Regions from separate parts of the Mus musculus genome. Here regions 2, 3 and 4 are each linked to region 1. A link is a contact called in public ChIA-PET, HiCAR-type and HiChIP or PLAC-seq data. All regions are on one chromosome and are shown on one strand. Each heading gives the region's core, a stretch centred on a gene start, on an enhancer-like site or on the middle of the called end of the contact. The rest is flanking DNA. Distances are from core to core; before and after follow the strand shown. Region 1 holds the start of Naa30 (N(alpha)-acetyltransferase 30, NatC catalytic subunit). Region 2 has its middle 70 kb from the start of Tmem260. Region 3 overlaps Tmem260 (transmembrane protein 260). Region 4 holds the start of Armh4 (armadillo-like helical domain containing 4).

Region 1 (3,037 bases), core at 312-2,811:
TTTAGCGCATATATTCTTCCCCGACCATGGCTGTAACTGAGTTATTACTAAGGCCTGTATCGGATCAAAACCATGTTCCAATTCAATCACAGCAAAGTGCTCTAAGGATGAGGAAGGTTAAACATGATTAGAAGCTAATGTAAACAGGATGTAAGACAGCCCCCATGTGAAACATGCTCTGCACAGGATTGCTGCTGTTCCAAAAGTCACAAGATAACCCAGATCACGAGCTCTTACCTTCCACACAGTTCCACGGAATACCTGGGAAAAGTGCGCACCTTCGCGCCTCCCATCTGTAAGGTACTATGAAAATGAAGGATACATCCACGGCCACACTCCGGGCCCTCACACTCCCTGCCCCGAGTGGCCTGGATCTCTGCTGGGCTCACCCTGTTTTCATTCCATCCACTTACCAAGAAACACAGCTGTGGCCAGTTGTGGATAAAATATCTATACGTATAAATGGAGTAGGGTTCAGACAGATCTTTGGTGATCAGTCTCATGATATCAGGCATTTGGAGCTCAGATTCATATCGGACGTATCGTATCGTCCGATCCTCCCCGGGCTCGGCCTCCCTGCCCTGGGAGCTCCTTAAACTGCAGCCGGTGGTCAGAGACGAAGACAGCAGCCGCACCTGCTCGTCCATCTCCTCCTCCTCCTGCTGCTCGGTGCCCTCCACCAGTCCATTTCGGGCCGCAGCGGGGTCGCTCGCCGCCCCCGCCGCCGCCGCCGCTGCCTCTGACCGGCCGGGGAGTGCAGTTCTTGCATTGTTGGGGACCGAGTGGGGAGGTCTCTCCCCCGGGTGTCCCTCGGCTCCTTTTGTGGCAGTCACTTTGGAGGCCCCGTCGGGGGCGGCCGCCTCCGCTGCACTCAGAACCTTACTCTTGAGGGTCGCCGCGGCCCGGAGGTGTCGCAGTTCTGGGCCGATCAAGCCGTTGAGCTGCTGCTGCTGCTGCTCCGGAGGCAGCTGCGGGCAGCGAAGGCAAGAACGCGCCTTGGCCGAGGTCGCCGCCTCGCCGCCCGCTGGGCTCCCGCAGCCGCCTTCGTGCTCCTCGTCGTCCTCCTCGTCCTCGCTGCAGCAAGCGAGCGCGGCCCCCGCCGGGAACGGGCAGCGGAGCTCCGCCGCCGCTGGGGCCGCAGGCGCTGGTGGTGGGAGGAGGCTGCTAGGCCCAGGCGGTACCTCCGCCATCCTAGAAGCGACACAGCCGAGAGAGGAGGCCATGAGAGGCGGCCGACCGGCGCCAGGCAGCGCGGACTGGCGGGCCGGGGGCGGCCGAGGCGGGGGGAACAAAGGCAGAAACCGTCCCTCACCGAGTGTCCCCAACGCCGCGCCGCCCCCACGCCGCCGCGCCGGCCACCGTCCCTGGCCGCCCGAGCCCCGCCGCCGGCCGTGTCACCGCCTCCCACCCGCCCCTCCTCGCGGCTCACCCCGCGCCGCTCCCCGCCGCCGTTTCCGCCGCTCCTCTCCCTCAGCCACCGCCGCGCCGCAGTCGCCTTCACCGCCGCGGCCGCTCCGCCGCCACCACCGCCACCGCTGTCGCCGCCGCTGCCGAGCCTCTCACCCGGCCGCCGCCGCCGCCGTAAAGCGCCTCGCCTGTTACCCCGGGTAAAGTTTCCTGGGCCAAGCTTTACGACACTTCCCTGCCTGCCGGCTGCCGGGCCAGAAAAGGGGGCGTGGAGGGAGGTGACCTGTGCAGGGGCGGGGCCCGAGGTGTCTCCGGAGGGCTTCCGGGAGGCCGCGTGCCGGGGGTGGGGCTCTAGCCTGGGGTTCCAGAGGTTCCTGCGGAACTCGCCCCGCAGCCTCCCCGGGTGGGCAGGGCTAGGTGCCCTGGGAGCTGCTGGCTGTTGACATCCAACCTCTAGTGCCTTTATGCAGCTGTACTGTTACAACTTTTGCTCTGACCTGGCGCGTGGGGCAGGGAGCGCCGGCTACAAAGGCAGCAAATCCCGGCCTGGACCGCGAATTAGAGGGAATTTAAAACATTGAGCTGTGAAGATAGCATTTTGCAATTTAAAAAAAAGAAGAAGAAGAACCTTTACCTACCCCGTTGGGACAAAAGAATGGCTAGTAGTCTTGTTGCCCCATTCCTCCACCCCAAAGATTGAAGGCATAAATGTGACAAACAGGTGCCGGACAACGAAAGGCAACAACTGGGGGAAGCGACAGAGATGGTGGCGGCTAACAAGCGTACTCCTGATTTGTGGTTGTAATTGTGTTAGGTTGGGAAGCACCTGGTAAGAGTTCACGGGATCCTCCCATGTGATATGCTAAGCAGGTGTAAAAACTTTGAGCGTGTGGGTTACCTCTGCTCTAATCCACAGCTGGTAGTTTTCTGCATATCTGATCTGAGAGTTGAGTAACTCACACGCATACTAATCAAGTTACTTATTAACTTGTAGGAGCTGAAGAGATGAGTCAGCAGTAAGGAACACTAGGGTTAGATTCCCAGCACCCAAATGGCAGTTCACAACTGTCTGTAATCCCAGGTCAAAGGGAGGCTACAGCCTTTTCTGGCCTCCAAGGGCATCAGGAATGTGCACAGATACGCCTACATACAGGCAAACACCCATAACAAGTTTAAAAAGAATAAAATGTGTTAGATAGCTTTTTTATTTATTTCAACTGATTTATAGAGCTAGTCAGGTATGCCCAAGATTCATGTTTTCAGAGATAGGCTTTTATGACAGGTGTTTGCAACTTTGTGCCATAATCTAAACTGAAAAAAAAAAAAAGTGAGCTGCAGTAGTCAGCACATGTCTGGAATCCAAGTACTCAGAAGGCAAAAGTAAAAAGCTATGGAATTCAAAGGAAGCCTGGGCTGCATAGCAAAACTGTTTCTAAAAATAAATACTAAGTAAAAATAAAAATAAATTTCAAGTGAGATTAACCTGCACTGTGGCATGGTTTGAGACACGAGGGTGACAATCCTTTTCACTAAGACTATTAAAGGACACCACCAGCTCAAACAGAGAGACTCAGCCTCTAAAGATGATAAAATGTGTAAGTATCTACCAAGTATTGTACAAAGTGCCCTC
Region 2 (3,037 bases), core at 341-2,840, 800 kb after region 1:
AGTGAGATGTGTTTCTTGAGGACAGAAAAAGGTGGTTGTTGTGTCCTGATCCCATCAGTTAGCCAATGGCTTTTGATTTTGGAGTCAAGGCCATTACTCTTTAGTTACCATTAAAGGTGTGTGTCTCTTGCTGTCCTTCTGTTGCATTTATGGTGGTAGTTTTCTTAGTCCTGTTTTGCATCCAGTCACAGTATTATTTCCTTCTTCCTGTAGCTTTTGGATATACTTATCTTCCTTTTCAGTACAGAAGATTCCTTCCAGTGTTCTCTGGTGGGGCTGGTTTACTTCATGAATTACTTTAGGCTGTTTTTTTTTTTTTATCATAGAAACATTTTCTTACTCATTCAATTAGGGAAGATAGTTTTACCAAGTAGACTAGTCAGTGTTGGTGCCTGTGGTCTTTTAGGAGTTTGCTTTTCAAGCTGCTTAAAGACATTGAGAAGTCAGCTGTTTCTCTCATGGGGTGGTGGCATAGATGATCAGAGTAGACAGGTCTTACCACTGGCCATCATATGTGTAGCTGCTACCATCCAAGGACAAGAAGCATCAAATGGCCTGGCATGGCACAGGCATGATGTGGCCTGGGCTGGGCTGGGCACGGCACGGCCAACAATTTGCTCAGGCAAAGTGCTATAGCAGGCAGTGAGGCGTGTGTGTGTGTGTGTGTGTGTGTGTGTGTGTGTGTGTGTGTGTGTGTGTGTGTGTGTGTGTGTATGTATTATGTATCTGCTTGGGCAAGGTGCAGGGCAGGTGGGGTGGCTGAGTGTGATGTGGCCAAAGGGATCTTACCATAGTGGATTGACTGTGCTACCACCAAGGCTCTAGGCAGGCAGGACAGTGAAACTTCTTCCCCTGTCTCCTCCCAATATTAGGATGGAACCCAGGGCTTCAAGTATGCAAACCAAGCACTCTCCGCTGCGTTGTAGCCCCAGCCCTTTCCTTGTTAAATTATTATCCTAAACTGAGCAGGCATGCACACTAACATGCTCTCCCCAAGTAAAACCCCCGATCTCTCTCTCTTTCACTGCTCTTTATTGTCTTAGCCCTGCTGTCTGGGCTTTGCACTCACCTAATGCTGACCCATGTTTCTGGGTTACATCAGAACAATAAAAAGTCATGACATTGCATCAGGGGAGTGAAAATAAATCCCAGTGCCCAGTCCTGACCATGTAAGTCTATGCAATGGAGGGTGTTAATGGATCTTTTTTCTTTTTAAATCTGTTAGACTCTCCTGGCTCCTGTTTGTATTTCTCTCTTTAGGATTTCCATGCAGTACATAGGCAGCAGGGTACTGTGTTCATTCTACCCTGATGTCAGAGTTTGATGCCCTGAGTCTGCATAGTGTGACATGTTTCACCTACTGCTGTCTGTTGCTATACTTCCGTCTAGCTAGTAGCCCAGAAGTGTCCTTAGCTCATTTTATGAGTGTGCTGCCTGGTGCCTGAAGTTTAAAAAAACAAGAAAAGATGTTGTCAGTCAGATCCTCTTCAACCTGCAGCTCCAACCTGACGGAGGCTCTGGGACCAGAGCCTGTGTTGGGGGAAGGGAAGAACCCGAAAGACAGAGAAAAAAAAGATCTCTCTATGCCGAGGCAAGGAAACTGAACGTCACAGAGGGGTGTGCCTCAAGGCAGTCTGTAAATCCACTTCCTTTGTCATAACAAGAACAAATCCCACCTTTGAAGTGTTTCTTTCTTGTTACAAGGGGGTGTCTTTTGTTTAATCCATTTTAGCCCTTAATACCTGACCTGGATCAATCCTGTTGGTTAGATTACACAACGTTCACAGCAATTTTAAACTGGTCTGGAGGCAGAGAGCAGGTCAGGTTCTGCATATTGGGCAGCAAACCTGAAGAATAATCAACACTCCTGTCGACAGCCTTTCCTCTGGGAAGCCATCTGTTCGTGTCGCCTCACTGTGTAGTCAGAGCTTGCACTGTTACCCAGATCCTGGTGACTGTCGCTGGAGTGATATTTGGGATCTTTTCACGACTGACTCCTGCTTACATGTTCACAGTGGGGAGAGAGGCTGGTGCTCATCAATAATTCACAGAGTCTTCAAGTAGCAATCAAGGGCCGGGCTGAGCGCTGGAAAGGCAATGCCCCTAGATTGGGTTCCTATCATCACCCATGTAAAAACCCTGGTATGGTGATGCCCACTTGTATAGCATCTCCGTGCTTGGAGATGGAGACAGCTGGATGCCCCATAGCTCACTTGCCAGACAGTATAGCCGAAATGCTGTGCCCCAAAGTTCACCGAGAGACCAATACAGGGCAATTGAGCTAGCTATGCCGACACAGTGAAGTGAAACGGACACTTTGTTTCCCAGAGTAAAGGTGGACAACAGAGATGCTGATTATTCTTAGGATTTATTACCCAATATTGACACCTAGAGTCAGTCTCTGACCTCTACCAGCACAGGCACATACTTTGACACATAATCATGTAAACATACACACACACACACACACACACACACACACACATACATACTACCCACATACATACAGGCACAAATACACACACAGAGAGAGAGAGAGAGAGAGAGAGAGAGAGAGAGAGAGAGAGAGAGAGAGAGAGAGAGAGAGAGAGAGAGAGAGAGAGAGAGGCACATCAAGAACCACTTCCTTGCCAGGCGTGGTGGCTCACACCTTTAATCCCAGCACCCGGGAGGCAGAGGCAGGCAGAGTTTGAGTTCAAGGCCAGCCTGGTCTACAGAGTGAATTCCTGGACAGCCAGGGCTACATAGAGAAACCCTGTCTCAAAAAACAAAAAACAAAAAACAAAAAAAAACCAAAATAAACAAACAAACAAAAAACCACTTCCGTTTCCAGGCTCCTCATTATCTGAAGGTGTAGATGTGCATTTTTTTCCAGCAGTAGGGGACACTTAGTTTCTCATCCTCAAATCTCAGCATCTTCTACTTCACCAGCACCTGTTTTCCTGAACAAGAAAACCAGTGAAAGTTTGTTCATAAAATGTAATCCTGCTTCTTCATTGTGGGAAAGAACATTTGGCCCCATTCTTCACTGGGATGC
Region 3 (3,037 bases), core at 149-2,648, 700 kb after region 1:
AAAACCTCTGTTCACAGGTTTAAATATACTTTTTCTGGAAGAAAAGTTTGTCAAAGTTTAAAACCACCAGATGGACAATTAAGTAGAATCAAAGAGACTGATATTACTGATGTTAATAAATTCCCAGGAAGAAAGCCCAAGATCCCCTAATGTGCAATGGTTTTATATCTGTATTGTTAGGCTCAAGATACCAGACATATCTGAACTGATTATGCCAGACATTAGAACTAGGAACTCTTGCTATTTGCTCTTTCAGATACTTCACAGGATTGAATTATTGAGCAAAACAAGGTAACATTATTGGCGTCACTAAGAAAATCTATCTAGTCACTCACTGATGCTTAGGGATGGCTTTTCCTGAACACTGACCTCATGCCAGCAAAATCTGAATGCTCCAACCTCAGATCAGGATGGTTTGCAACAAACTGTATCCTCCTGCACTAAACTGTTCTCAGCGCCAGAGAAATACGATATGAAACTGTTGAGTAAAGTTATAGATGAAAAAGGAAGTACGTTCTATAGAAACAGTGACAGAAGTCAAATGTATAACCTTCATCTTTAGCATCTGAGAAGCTTGCTCCGAGTTTAAGCTAACAGATCTGGGGCTGTAACTCTAAAGCTGAGGACAGAAGGCAATGGGCCGTTTAATTGTTTCTCAGCAACAGAGCGGGAGAGGCTGGGTTTTTCCATTCCAACGAGCACCTATAGTCCAATTCTGTTGTTCCCAGACAGGGTTTCTCTACATAGTCCTGGCTGTCCTGGAACTCACTCTGGAGACCAGGCTGGCCTCGAACTCATAGATCTGCATACCTCTGCTTCCCCAGGGCTGGGATTAAAGGATGCGCCATGCTGCCCAGCATTCTCATCTGAATTTGTAATTCAACCCAGTCTAGTATGTGTCGAGTAATTGGCATCCTAAAGACACCATGCATCTTTCTTCTGTCTGTCTGTCATTTGCATACTTCTGCCCTCTCTGCCACTTCATTGGCCCTGTCCCAATTCTAAAAAATTCTTGGGTCACTTGCTCTTTTAAATCAAACTGTAGAGTTCTTCTCAGCATCTTTTGTGGTTTTAGACACGGTCTTATTATGTAGCTTTGGCTCGACTGAAACTTTCTGTGTACACTGGGCCAACCTTGAACTCACAGAGATACGCTTGCCTCTGCCTTCCAAGTACTGAAATTAAAGGTGATTAAATCTTACCTAACCTTGACTCTTTAAAAATATATTTCTTTTCTATTAAACATAGCCAGTCAAATGGTTGCAACCAAGAATGCCCACAAGACACAATTCTCCTTTATTACAATTGCCATTTTTTCCCCAGTCCAACTATAAGAAAACTGTCTAGATAGTGGAGAAGAGGAAGTCCATATCTATGTGGAGGAAGTTGTGCGGGGTTCTTTTTTCTTTTTGAGACAGGTTCTCATGTAGCTCAGGCTGGCCTTTGAATCTGTGATCTGTCCCAGATTCCCAAACTCTGGAATTATGTGTATAACCACACCTGGCTTTTAAGGTCTCTTTAATGATCTCTGTACATATTCCACCATAGGCTTTGCCAGGCATGATGGAACAGAGCTATGATCTCATCACTCAGGAGGTGGAGACAGGAGAGTCATGACTCAAGAAGCCAGAGTTAGTTCCCGGCAAGCATGACCTGCACAGGACCATGTCTTTAAAAACCCCAAAGGATGAAAGGGTAGAATGCTGAACATTTTGGAGGACTTTTAATTTTATTTTTCATAAAATAATCTATATAGGCTGAATCTATATGCTTCTTTGATTTCAACATTTTATGAATCAAATTCCAAATTTCCCCTAAAAATGCCTATTTTTTTCTCATTTTTTTTTGATGGCTTTGAACTAAGAGATCTGCCTGCCTCTGCCTCCTGAGAGCTAGAATTAAAAATGTTCACCAACAATGCAAGACTCTAATGCATGTATTGCAACATTGTTTTCATGCTAAGATTCAAGATCAGTATTACTGACGGCATAATTTTACAACATGCATGAAATGGTAGATTAAGAAAAGGGGGTAATTTGACATACCTCCTGTGAGAAAGGCTAGCACTCAGGAGTGATACATACAAGACTGACCACACACACACACACACACACACACACACACACACACACACACACACACACACACAAACACACACACACGCTCTCACATATGCATATACACACATGCACACTCACAGACACACACATTCATAGACACACACACACACACACACACGCATACACACACTCATGCACACAATGTGCTAGAGCTTGATCCAAGGGCCTGCTGCTTGCTAGACAAGTGCCCCACTGCTAAGCTACATGCCCAGCTGAACACAAGGCTTTGTAGACAGTGACGGAGGTGGAAGTGCAGCTGAGGTTGGAGACTGCAGGACCATAGCTATGGAGTAGCAGCAGTGGACCAAGCCTCTAGAGGAAGGGCAGGAGGACAAGGCCACAGTTCAGGTGGGAAAGGGAAGGGGATGGAAACTGGACTGGCTACACAGGATGTAAAGGCAGTCACGAAAGGTTGAGCTCACTGTGGGTCATGAGAAACAGCCAAATGAAATGTAAAGTGTGCTAGGAATCACGTTGGAAAACAAAGTTTACTTAGAGGCTGGAGTGGGCCAGTTACTAACACTGGGACTCTTGCTGAGGCATCTCACCGTAGCAAAGAGTAAAGAGGCAATCCTCAGCTTTCTAAGGTTTTTTATAAAAGTTAAACTTTGTCCTGAAAGCCAAGGTTAACATGGCTGTGAAGAGATGGGCCCTCTACTCCAGCCATGGCAAGTGGAGCCAGAGCTGTCTGCCAACCAGCCAATCAGGTTAAGGACGAGGACTGTCCACAGCTTGGAGAAGACGAGGACTGTCTATAGCTTTTGAGAGGAGTCCTTCACTGCCTCTGCCTGGTAGCAGCCTGCTTACATGGCTCAAATCCTCCCTCCCTGGCCCTTCCTGCTTCATCTTACCACAGTGCAGCAGACACTCTAACTAAAAGCAACCTGGCCTCGGGATGCATTCAAGAAATCATGCCA
Region 4 (3,037 bases), core at 203-2,702, 610 kb before region 1:
CATGGGAAAGAGCTACCTCAGAGAATGACAGCATTAAGCGGGTCTAAGTGGCACTCTGCATTTCTGACTTTGGAGTGTCATGGCAAGAGACATAAACAGAGATAAGAGGATGTCAAAGAAGTTTTGATTAGATAAAGTTTGTGGATGGGTCAGGTTGTGGATGTGAGAGGAATGAGAATAGCATCCTCTTGCCATCTCTTATACATAGCTTGGAACTCTGGACTCAATATTTAGCATTAGGGTTGTTTTCCTTAGTTCTCTTAATTACCAGAATTTGGGCTTAGTTGATCCATTTTTTTGTGTGTGTGCTGGCTCGGACCTTACCATACGTATTATAGAACATTTTATAATGAAAAGACATGACCTGATTTTCAAACCATTGACTTTAAAAGAAACTTCTGAAATATCACTTAGTTGGGTGTGGTTAATCTGGCAGGAGACCTGGTCACCATACAATGGATTATGTATTGAGCTGAACACATGTATAGAGTATAGATTTCATCCATCAATTAAATTTAATCATATTCCATTCAAAAATCACTTGCTGGCTTCCATTCAAATATACCAAACTGTTGTAAAGGGGAGTTGGAAGAGTAAGATGATGGTGCATACGTCAAAGATAAGCGTGCGTTTGTGCATGCTCTCTCTCTCTGTGTCTCTGTCTCTGTCTCTCTGTCTCTCTCTCTCCTTAAAAGGTCATCATGAAGAAAGGCTATCCTATGAACCAGAACCGAGGGGGGAGTGCTGTGTGACCTGTTCTAAACCTCACTTCTTTCCCTTCACAATTAGGAGAATGAAAGGGAAACTGAGTCCCTGACAGGCTCAAAGATAACAGGCAAGGGCAACCCTGCCTTAGGTCATTGCACCAACTGTAGTCCTGAACCTTCAACATTCAAGGGATCATTCTAATTTTCAGAGCTTTTGTGCAGCTCTTATGCAGTAATTTATATGGCACCTTGCTTTGTGTCAGAAGGAGCAAAGAATCCCGGACTCCTATTAACTCTTATTTTCTACTTGATAGTTAGCACATGTGATTGAATGACAGGAACAGTTCTTGCAGAGTTCCTCTGATTAGTAGCTCCACCAAGATGCCCACTCTTCCCACAGGGACCACTCTGCATCTGAGGACTGAGTGCCGCTTGTTTACAAGACACCAGAGAAATTCCTGCTCTGGTTGGACCAGTGATCTGGTGTCCTCTCTGAAAGTGTAGCGAGAGCTGCAGCAGAAGCCAAGGATGTGAAGAGGGACAGTTGGGGGCAGGGTCTCTTGAAGGGCCCCGGGCTCGGGTGTCCTACTCTAATCCAGCCCTGTGCGTTAGCGGAGTCCACAAAACTGTAGGGGCGTGGTGACTGAGCTCGTCATTGCAAGAGAGGCGGGCGTACCTATCTGCTGGCCAATCCCTAGCCTTAGCTGCAGTCTTATGAATAAACAACAAAGCCAAGCGCCCTCCCTCTAGCATCCCAGACAGCCAAGGGAGTGTAGGCGGCCTCTACGTGAGTCGTGGCAGGGATGGCTGGCACTGGCGCTGCCACTTTCCTTCGCGCTCAGCTGTGCTGAATGCTCCAGGTGAGGACAAGCCCGGCTTCTGCAGACCTGGCGAGAGGCAGGGGTGGGGCGGGATTCCAAGGCTGCGCGGGCTTGCTCTGTGAGTGGGGCAGCCCTAGGGTGGAGCTCCCTGCACCCTCCCGGAACACAGTACCCAGGCTCTGACTGAGCAGGGACAGCTCCGTGAGCCCTGGAGGAATCTTGCAGGCCGGGGAAAGGCTTTCAGCACTACTTGGTCCAACCCAGCCTTGCTGCTCAGCACCTGGGAGCAACCTTTGTACAGGAAGAGCTTCCTGGCTGACTGCTTTTGTGTGGACTTGCTCCTTTTGCTCCCCTCCCCTTACAGTTCAACCTTGTGGAAGATAAGTTCCTCAAGACCGTGGTTCATTTTCAAAGCTTGGGTCCCAGTGTTCCTGTACCACTAAGAGCTAGCAATGGAGGAGCGAATGCGCACTGCTGTGGCCTCCCCAAAGGGTCCTGCTACTTTACAGAAAACAAAAACAAAAATAGTTGAATGTTTGATGCAGGAATGTCAGGGAGCCTTCTTGCTCTCCTGGGTACCCCAGGACAAATGAAGGACACTCCCTGGGAACTTAACCTAATTAGAAAAAAAAAAAAACGAACTAGGGGTCAAGCTGGGAGAAAACTCTGCAGCGCTTGGCACTCAAGCAAGGCACAGAGCACAGTTTTGAGGCACTGAGACCTAGCATGTGTGTCCTGGTCACTGACAGAGGCCGGCCAATATAGATTCTAATCTTGTGGAAACTAGAACCCTGGCTAAACTAGGGAGCAGCCAAAGAATTCAGGGCTCTCCAAGATGAGACATTCTTTCCTCTCCTTAGAACGAAAACTTGGGTACCAAATTAAAGTGCAGCTCTCTTGTGGAATATAGCAAAGAAGGCTTCTTCAAGTGTCTGCAATGTTTTTTTCTTTGCAAGTTTTCCTTTGAAACCTAAGAGGATTTCAGAGAAGATTAGAAAACCACCCACAGAGTTCTGAAAGAGCTCTTCACTGAGGACCAATACGTGGTCAGAAATTGCATGCCTCCCCCTTCTTTTTGTGTTTTTATTGATGTGAAGTCTATTAAGCCCCTGTGTGTCTCCTTCAGCTAAGCATCTTCTGAGCAGGCAGCTGAAGTCAGCAAATCCTTAGCATCATTCACTAAGAGTCGGAGTCCAGAGGGAGGCTTTGCAGGGTCAGAATGCTGCTCCTATTGTTCAGGGTTATAAAGCCAGCCTGGTTTGCTCTTATGGATACAGTAGCATTTGTGACATCGGCTGGACTAATGAACTACACACTTATGCAGCTGCCTTAATATTGATTGCAAAACTCCCCAAGGCTCACCAAGTCTAAGGTAGCTACAGCAACAGAGCCAATTAGGGCAATGTAGATTTGCCTTTGTCTTCTTGGGAGGCTCCTGACTGCACATAGTGGATCTTGGTTGCTGGACCTTCAGCCTATGGTCATTTGTCACTATAGAAGTATTTTATG

Evidence for each region. ChIA-PET counts read pairs in DNA pulled down with a chosen protein or histone mark. HiCAR-type assays count read pairs that join an accessible place to other places. HiChIP or PLAC-seq counts read pairs in DNA pulled down with a chosen protein or histone mark.
Region 2: a contact with region 1 is called in an RNA polymerase II ChIA-PET map of memory CD8 T cells, with 10 read pairs. The contact joins the enhancer-like site here to the promoter of Naa30 in region 1. A contact is called at or near these places in 2 of 39 promoter capture datasets (the 3T3-L1 cell line and neural stem cells), 3 of 115 datasets of contacts at active chromatin or transcription factors (astrocytes, memory CD8 T cells and pro-B cells) and 2 of 9 other capture datasets (adipose tissue and liver).
Region 3: a contact with region 1 is called in an H3K4me3 HiChIP or PLAC-seq map of bone marrow-derived macrophages, with 2.7 times the contacts expected there. The contact joins the enhancer-like site here to the promoter of Naa30 in region 1. A contact is called at or near these places in 13 of 39 promoter capture datasets (the 3T3-L1 cell line, the C10 cell line, the HPC-7 cell line and 7 more), 3 of 115 datasets of contacts at active chromatin or transcription factors (bone marrow-derived macrophages, large pre-B cells and pro-B cells) and 2 of 9 other capture datasets (adipose tissue and liver).
Region 4: a HiCAR-type map of astrocytes shows a contact between it and region 1, with 4 times the contacts expected there. The contact joins the promoter of Armh4 here to the promoter of Naa30 in region 1. A contact is called at or near these places in 8 of 39 promoter capture datasets (the C10 cell line, cranial neural crest, embryonic stem cells and 5 more), 2 of 484 Hi-C or Micro-C datasets (both in embryonic stem cells) and 4 of 115 datasets of contacts at active chromatin or transcription factors (astrocytes, embryonic forebrain, large pre-B cells and 1 more).

Annotation. Positions count from the first base shown.
Region 1 is chr14:49,170,770-49,173,806 of GRCm38.p6, reverse strand. Naa30 (N(alpha)-acetyltransferase 30, NatC catalytic subunit) reads right to left here and starts at 1,561. Exons shown (of 5, transcript NM_027492.2): 1 at 1,430-1,561; 2 at 414-1,191. The coding sequence starts at 1,190.
Region 2 is chr14:48,374,859-48,377,895 of GRCm38.p6, reverse strand. No RefSeq gene overlaps it. Among named protein-coding and RNA genes, the nearest start is that of Tmem260, 70 kb to the left of the region's middle. Within about 2 kb of position 1,590, at least 18 of the 459 cell types and tissues checked have an H3K27ac peak or open chromatin away from gene starts, as enhancers often do. A contact at or near this core is called in memory CD8 T cells, where this site is marked.
Region 3 is chr14:48,466,177-48,469,213 of GRCm38.p6, reverse strand. The region is part of intron 3 of Tmem260 (transmembrane protein 260); the gene reads right to left. Among named protein-coding and RNA genes, the nearest start is that of Tmem260, 21 kb to the right of the region's middle. Within about 2 kb of position 1,398, at least 3 of the 459 cell types and tissues checked have an H3K27ac peak or open chromatin away from gene starts, as enhancers often do. A contact at or near this core is called in bone marrow-derived macrophages, where this site is marked.
Region 4 is chr14:49,781,798-49,784,834 of GRCm38.p6, reverse strand. Armh4 (armadillo-like helical domain containing 4) reads left to right here and starts at 1,452. Exons shown (of 8, transcript NM_026142.5): 1 at 1,452-1,567. The coding sequence starts at 1,559.